Linked DNA regions of Danio rerio: region 2 is linked to region 1. Evidence: chromatin contacts called from public HiCAR-type data. All regions are on one chromosome and are shown on one strand. The core of a region is the stretch at or near the end of the contact, and the rest is flanking DNA. Distances in the headings are between cores, read along the strand shown.

Region 1 (4,173 bases), core at 219-2,718:
AAAAGTGAACTTTGAGAATTCATTGCACACACAGACTAGGTACAGAGAGAAAAGCATGAATGAATATAGTGTTTGTTTGGTGGCTTTTCTTTGCGAACTCATCCGAGGATCATAAAATCATGACCTAAATTAGAGTCGCTTCTGTTTGACACAGTCAAGGACACTACCCGTGCAGTGCGCGCTTTCGGTCTGAAATATCTCCACACTGGCTCGCATTCCGATAAGCCCGATCGAGCTCTCAGTGGGCGTGGTTTTCCCAGGCTTTTAGAACAGCAGCTGCTATTTACCTTCCCTCTAATGTAAACCACCACCGCCACCCCTAGCCCGCCAGCCAAACCTCAACCACCGAGGTAATAAAACATCCTGGCACGTGCTCCACATTCACAATAGTGCTCGTGAGCCGACAGATGTCAAAATGCCAACAGCAGCGACGCGCTTAAAGAAATACGGCGCTGCCTTGTCGAATATACTTCTACACTGTAAAAACAAAGTTGAACACTCGAGAACTGAAAGTGTAAATTTAATTTAGACAAGTGGTGTGGAAGTTAAAGCCCGCAAGGATATGGTTAACAACAATTTCAACCACTTTTAAGTCGAGCGACAGAAATAATTGTGAGAAGATAAACAGATTCTACAGTGTGAAAATTTAAAAATACAAGAGTGAACTTTTCAACTGTGTTTCAGATTTATAGACCTCTTTTAAAAGCAAGTTTTATGACTTATCATTTGCCATATAACAACTAAGTGGCCAAAGTTTTGGAAGTGTTATTTTGTTTGCTGTTTATTTATTTAAAAAATAAAATAAAAAATAAATAAAACTGAAAATAAATTATATGTTAGAACGATTTATGAAGGATCCTATTACACAAAATTCATATTTGAATGACTATAAAATATTACATAGGCTATTAAAAACATAATAACATAGAAGATACCTATTTAAAAATTAAATAGCCTAATATTTGAAATACATGCAGCATTAAAAGTTGTAAAAAGTTTATAAAAAATACACTTTCCAAAACTTTTTAAAATTGTGTTATGAATTGTCACTTTAATTTGGACATGTCTCTAATGTTTTTAAATGTTAATTCCAATAATAAACAACTTGTCTCTCTCTTTGGTGAGTGTGACGCAGGCACATTTTAGTTTCCTTCTAAGTTTCACTGGATCTATATGTGTATTGAATTACAATTACAAAGTTTGCTGTTTCTGAGCGGAGACTGGCTCTTAAGTGTTAATATGTAAACTGAATGATTGAAGGCAGTCCCGGTTGTGCCCTAAACCCGGCCGCGCGCCATTGGCCACCCGCTCAAACGCTAAACAACCAATGGAGGGGCGCCGACCACGAGCCATCCTCCCCTCGGGCCGCGTGTCCCGCGCGCTGATTGGTAGAAAGTTACTGTGGGAAAGAAAGTTTGGGAAGTTTCACACGAGCCGTTCGCGTGCAGCCGGAGATATAAATAAGACCAACACGACGCTGAGGCAGGCAGTTGCTACGACCGCTGGCGAACGGTGAAATCAGAGACTGTGACATCATTGCCGCACCAGTTGAACTCGGGACACTTCGTGCGGATATCCATTCATAACTGGAACTGTATCAGCGTACTTGACAGCGTTTACTCCACTAGAAGCAGCTGTGCGGGAGGATTTCTTTTTATAAACAAGATCACGAAAGGATACTTCCCAGAGAAGATGCCTGCCGATATCATGGAAAAAAACTCCTCTTCTCCGGTCGCCGCGACTCCGGCGAGCATGAACACTACACCTGATAAACCCAAAACGGCTTCGGAACACAGAAAGGTTGGTATTGATATTAAGCTACGAACTATAGTGCTTCAAGAAGTGATTAGACAGATTGACTCATTTTGTTTTTATTTTGCATTTTAGTCTTCTAAACCCATTATGGAGAAAAGAAGAAGAGCGAGAATCAACGAAAGCTTGGGTCAGCTGAAAACGTTAATCTTGGATGCTCTGAAAAAAGATGTAAGTACCGAAAGTCCGACTGAGTCTTTCAGTTAGGCTATATCTGGCTGGAATATTAATGCATTTCTTTATATAGCCGCATATCTAAATCAGTCTCTTTCTTCACTCTCAGAGCTCCAGACACTCTAAACTTGAGAAAGCCGACATCCTGGAGATGACAGTGAAACATCTCAGAAACATGCAGCGCGCACAAATGACCGGTAAGTCGCCAGAGTTAAAACCTTTCAGAAAATGCACCTTGCATTCTCTTTATGTAACTAATGCAATAAAATAAAGACGTTTAAGGAGCTAAAATAATTTAAGTTGAACTTAATCTATTTTCTCGTTTACCCAACAGCTGCCCTAAACACAGATCCCACCGTTCTTGGGAAGTACCGAGCTGGATTCAGTGAATGCATGAACGAGGTTACCCGGTTCCTGTCCACATGTGAAGGGGTTAACACCGAGGTCAGGACTAGGCTGCTAGGTCACCTAGCCAGCTGCATGACACAGATCAACGCCATGAACTATCCAACACAGCACCAGATACCTGCCGGGCCTCCTCATCCATCCTTCAGTCAACCCATGGTTCAGATCCCCAGCGCGACTCAGCAAGCCAACGTTGTGCCTCTTAGCGGAGTCCCCTGCAAAAGCGGCTCATCCTCCAACTTGACTTCTGACGCAACTAAAGTATATGGGGGTTTCCAGCTTGTGCCGGCAACCGACGGACAGTTCGCCTTTTTGATTCCCAACGCTGCCTTTGCTCCAAACGGCCCTGTTATTCCAGTCTACGCAAACAATTCCAACACACCGGTTCCGGTGGCCGTTTCTCCGGGAGCACCGTCCGTCACGTCAGACTCCGTTTGGCGGCCTTGGTAGACTCCGAGGAGAAAAAAAAACTCTTAAAAGACTCTTAAAAAACAAATGACACTTGTTTTCTTTGTTCAGCGTTACTTTTTTTGTGCTTTTTGTATAAAGAGATTGTGTTGGTTTTATGAGATGATGCACTATATTTGTATAGATCAAAAGGCAGAGAAGTTCATATTGAAATAAGTTTTGTATTGTTGAATTCCGTTCAATGCATTTTTATATTTGCGGTATCTTTTCCACGTTGTGATGCCAAAGATATGTTGAATGCGCTTTCAAGTTTCTTCTTTTTGGAAGACAAATAAATGACATTTGAAATGAAAAGTTTTGCCTCAGTGTTTAGTTTTATTCTAGTGGTTCCACACTACAGCAACCCAATCACCCTAAAATAAGCAAATCTGGCTGTATAGCATAGAAATTTGAGCAAATTGCTTTGGTTTTCTCATCATTGTAAAGCAAAACTTAAGGGTAGACTGTAATATCACGCTTATTAAATATAATATACAAGGCTTACAGTCAGTAAGGATGTAAAATTCATTCGTCTCTGATACTTTAAGGCTTTTCCTATAACCATGTTTTCTGTGAAAAGTAACACATAGCATTCGACTTAAATTGCTACATTTGTTACATGCGCAAAAACCGATACAATTTGATACAAAATGTTGTATAGTTATCTATTTTATAGGCATATGCTAGGATGCAAACTATGTATATTGGTTAATCAATATTGTTCTATTCTTGTTTAACACGTTTTAAAAGGCTACATTTAGGCTATCTCCAAAGAGCAGTAGATTATTAAAATAAACAGTTTTCAATAAATTAAGACATCTTAAAAGCAATGCTTTTACAAAAGAATACTAATAGTTTAAAAGTAACTTTGATTGAATTCAGAGATTTCGTCACAATAAAAGCCTAAGTTCAAAGCAGGTTATGATATATGTAAATTACATGTTAATATACGGTGTTTCTGACACTGAGGAAGAACTGAATCCAGCGCCAAAAGTTCAGGAGCAGAACACCAGCGCAAACGATGTTTTATAACACGACCATGTAGCGCCATCTAGTAATTCAAATGCGAACTACACACACACACACGCATTCACTGAGCAGTGGCCAACGTTCAGTTTAAAAGAAGTTATAGACATTTATTTGGTCAAATTACTAGCATAAAGGCATATTAACATACACTTTACATAATTCATATACTTCACATTTATTTACTCAAGTTCAACTCATATAACACAACCAAATAAAATACTTTAAAACAAATCTTAAAAATTACAATAAAGCAAGTTGTTAAATCAAACACGATTATGTGAGCTTGAAGGATGCAGAAATTCCCAC
Region 2 (4,226 bases), core at 370-2,869, 200 kb before region 1:
TTCAGAGGATGTTGGGCATCACTGCCAATACTCTTCGACAACAGCTCACTAACACTGAGGGTACGTCTGTGGGTTTTACCACTAATCTGGCTTTTCTGTTTAGGTCTTCAGTTCTGGTTACTTAATACATTTATATTTGATTTATAATTAAGGGGATTTCACAGAGAGACAAAAGTGACTGAAATTATGGTATTATGTTCCACCTTGAAAAAACAGAAATGAATATATTTATTTATTTATGCTTAATGTTTTTATTTATTTATTTAATAGTAATTTTATAATTTGATTTATGTATTTGTTTTATGTTTTTGTTTATTTTTTATATTTTATTTAAATTTTTAAGTTTATTTAATTTAGTATATATATATATATATATATATATATATATATATATATATATATATATATATATATATATATATATATATTGGTTAATTGATTATTTTGTTTGTTTGCAGTACGGCGTTTGGAGAAGAACGTTAAAGAAGTATTAGAAGACTTTGGAGAGGACAATGAGAAAAAAGTCCAGCTGATCACAGGCAGGAGGGTTCAACTGGCAGAAGACCTCAGTAAGTCCATCCTCATATTTTATTCTTCATTCGAGCCCATGAAAAATCTTCAAGACAGGTCGGCCAGCAGAGGACAGTGTTGCTTTGCACTTAAGAGTATAGAAAATGTGATAGATAATGGACAATGATTAAATTTCACTCCAGCGTAACATTACAATTGGTCTTGCTGTATTTAGAAAATTTGCGAATATTAGATTTGTTTTGAAAACCATAAGTCTTTTTTCAGTCTATAAAGATCAGATAAACTTTTTCAAATGAAAGAAAAATGTTATTTATTTAATGTATATTTTTTCTTGTTCAGACAATGAAGAAATAATCAATGTTTTCATTTATTTTGATTTTAAATTAGGATTTTATTCCATAAAATATAGATTTCTTAAATCTTTTGAAATTCTGAACGTTGCTATTGCGTGGTCTAAACATTAATACAAACATGTCTTGAAAACATGACATCTCTTTAATTAATGCAAAAATCTAAATTGATACAAAAAACTTTTTTTTCTTCATTTTTTGACAATAAAGAATTGTCATCAGTAGTTTACAGAATACATTTTTTTTACTCAACATGAAATTAAATTCAGAGCTTTTCATGTGGTCTATCATTAATATTTCATAACTCTTTAAATGCATTCATTCAGTTTGTTATTGTTTTAGTTGTTGCGTTGAGTAGAGTTGGACAAAGCTCATTAAATCTGCATTTTTCTTCAAAAACAAACAAATAAACAAAAAGCTAAATGTTTTTTTTCTAAATATTGCATATCATTACCAGGTGTGGTTCGGGATTCAGTTTCCATAATGCATTCTTGTGGTATTAGTTGTGAATACAGTTCTGGATAGGTTTCCGCACTTTCTCCTCTCTCTCGCACTCCCTCTCATTTTCTCCCTGTTTCTTCCTCTGTTGAGGCTTGAACCCTTAATTGCCCTTCGCAGTGTGTGAGACAGTATGAGAAAGCTCCTGGCTGTGCACTGCCTGCTGTCTGTCATGTCTTCAGCCCTGGTTACTGTTAAACACACTGTTGATTAAAGCAGCAATTTGTGGAGGCACGACTGACATGCTCAGACTTGATCTGGAGCAGACGCACGACTCGCGCACACGTTCACCCTTGTGCTGTCATTACGCCGATAACAGAGTGTGAGCTCATGCCGCTGCTGGCCAGGTTAGTGCGTGCTTAAACAATGGTCAAACCGTCCCGCCGTCTTAAGACAAAAAGGTGAAATTTTGGTGGATTATTATTATAGTTTTTTTTTCTAATGTGCTTCATTTGAACAAGTTGACGGTTAAGTGTTAAGGACACATTTACGAGCCGTGCTTCATCATGATCATCCCATCATGACATTTTGTTGACTATAACCAAGTCTGCTTCTACATGACAATTAGCAGTCATTAGAGCATTAGTAGACTGTTAGACTGTAAGTAGAATACGTTTACATGCAGTTGCTATGTTATTTAAATAGGAGGCTAATTAAGAGGGTAAAGTGTTACATTTTATACAGTGATAAATGACAACATGTTTTATATTAAGCGTTTAGGTAAAGAAATAAGCTTGTTATAGTTTAAGATTCACTTATTTGAGTGCACAGTGCAAAAGAGTAGTTGGGGCTTTATTAACAACAGTAACACCGTGCCCTAACTATATCCGACATGGCGCACACATTTTTTTTTCTTTAATATAACAAGTTTTTGTCCTAACTGTCTGTGACAGCAACATGCAAAAATGTCTATTTTAGAACCTGGTTATATTTCCGTCATGGCAAAACAACAGCATAAACTACTATGACAATGATCACACTTTGTACACCTTTGAATCACACTATGTGTAATTTTAAGCGTTTTAGGTACAGAGAAATGCTTGATATAGTTTAATATTCAATTATTTTGAGATTTGTAGAAGTTTTATTTAGGCTTTTGAGTTTGAGTGCAGAAGAGTAGTTGGGTGATTTATTAACAACAGTAATACTAGGGATTTGTATCGTTAAGGTTTTACCGGTATTACTACTTTTATCTATACCACTTATCGTTTTTGTACATTAACGGTTCTTTTATCTGTACTTTTTGTAGTGTTTTTTTTATTTAAAAAAAAAAACTAAATCAAATTGAACAGAATTAACAACGCTTTATTTTTATTATTACATTTTAATATAAACTAAAACAAAACCAAAAATTGTAAAACAAATAAATATTTTTTTCCTGTAAAAGAATGTACAGTGGTTTGAAGGAAAATGACTCTCAGTTTTTAACCATTCTTCTGGAGAAAAATCAACATGTTTGTCTTTTCTGACAGAAGACAGGATCTTTGTTGGTTTTTTTGTGCTCCCTGCAGTTGAAAATTCCCTCTTTGAGTTGCAAAATGCAGTTAAATAATCAGATAATGTTTATGATTTTTCATTAACACATTCAAATAAATGAGTTAACAGTGTTTTGGGACTTAACTGTGTTTCTAATAGAGTTTTGGAGCATCTTCATATATAAAAATAAGCAGATTTTTATCATTTTTTAGTAAGCATAGTTTTTTTATTAGGCTAGTTATAGGCTATATTTAGCTGATGTAAAAGCATGTTTAATGTTTAAGATTTATTTAGGTAACTGCAGAAAAACCATACTGTTTTCATTGTAACCGAATGTGTGTTTATTTAACCATTAATGTTAACATATACTAATTTAGGTGATTGACTGCTGGCATAACGATGTGGATGATGTAGTAGCTAGGCAGTCAAATCTTTGCATTGTCGTTAATGAAGTTTTGAAAGATACTTCCACTTAGCCAGATTGCTTGCATTTCCACTTATACAAGAAAACAACTTGTTAGGTTTGTTGCAACGGACATTGTTGCTGTCCACTCTGGAAATACAATGCGTTTCGTTCACTCTGCAAGTTTACGAGTGAGCGCGAGTCTGTGTCATGAGCTATGCGTGCGCGTTTAGCAAGAGCCTCAGCTGAGTGCGCACACACAGCTGAAGACTGTGAAAGCTTTTGACGCGATTGGCTGAAACACAAGCTTTCCTCATGTGAGACGACGAATATCAAATATCGTAAATTAGAGATTGGTCAGTTAAATTATGCTTCTGTAAGAAATGTTTATTCAGCAATACTTTACCAGTACCGATAGCAGAACAGTTAACATCAGAGCTTATCGATACTTTGGTCTTTTATAATGTAGCACCAAAACCGATAAAGCACAGAGTTTCGGTTCCCATCCCTAAGTAATACCATGTCCTAACTATATACGATGTGGCACACACCTATTTTCGAGATAAAACATGTTTTCGTTCTAAATATCAGCGACAGCGACATGCAAAAATTTAGAACCAGGTAATATTTCTGTTGCATCAAAACAAAAGCATAAACTACTATGACAATAACCACCTCAGGTCCATATTGTGTGCTTTATTCAGTGTTAATTACTACCAATGTGAGTTTGAACATTATTTAACCTGAGATTTATAGCCAAACAACTGAAAGCAGCAGATCCAGTGCAAAACAATAATGTCAATCACTCAGCTTTTTGTTGGGAGTGGCTGATATTTGAATGGATGGCTGGAATTGAAATGTTTCTCTTGTGTTGCATCGCATTTGTCACAAACAGCCACTCACAAACAGTTCACTTTTTACTTTTCCATGTATACAAACATTTTTGATTTGGTGTTTTAATTATTGTA

What was found. HiCAR-type assays count read pairs that join an accessible place to other places.
Region 2: a contact with region 1 is called in a HiCAR-type map of caudal fin, with 6 times the contacts expected there. The contact joins the enhancer-like site here to the promoter of her6 in region 1. A contact is called at or near these places in 6 of 18 Hi-C or Micro-C datasets (caudal fin, embryo, hematopoietic stem cells and 1 more) and 3 of 4 datasets of contacts at active chromatin or transcription factors (caudal fin, embryo and gastrula embryo).

Annotation. Positions count from the first base shown.
Region 1 is chr6:39,107,780-39,111,952 of GRCz12tu, reverse strand. her6 (hairy-related 6) reads left to right here and starts at 1,468. Exons shown (of 4, transcript NM_131079.2): 1 at 1,468-1,800; 2 at 1,888-1,983; 3 at 2,096-2,183; 4 at 2,321-3,153. The coding sequence starts at 1,693. The coding sequence ends at 2,841. All of the region lies in intron 3 of LOC137490239 (a long non-coding RNA gene), which reads right to left.
Region 2 is chr6:39,306,339-39,310,564 of GRCz12tu, reverse strand. It overlaps opa1 (OPA1 mitochondrial dynamin like GTPase), which reads left to right. Exons shown (of 29, transcript NM_001007298.1): 26 at 1-60; 27 at 459-569. Among named protein-coding and RNA genes, the nearest start is that of opa1, 44 kb to the left of the region's middle. Within about 2 kb of position 1,619, at least 8 of the 62 cell types and tissues checked have an H3K27ac peak or open chromatin away from gene starts, as enhancers often do. A contact at or near this core is called in caudal fin, where this site is marked.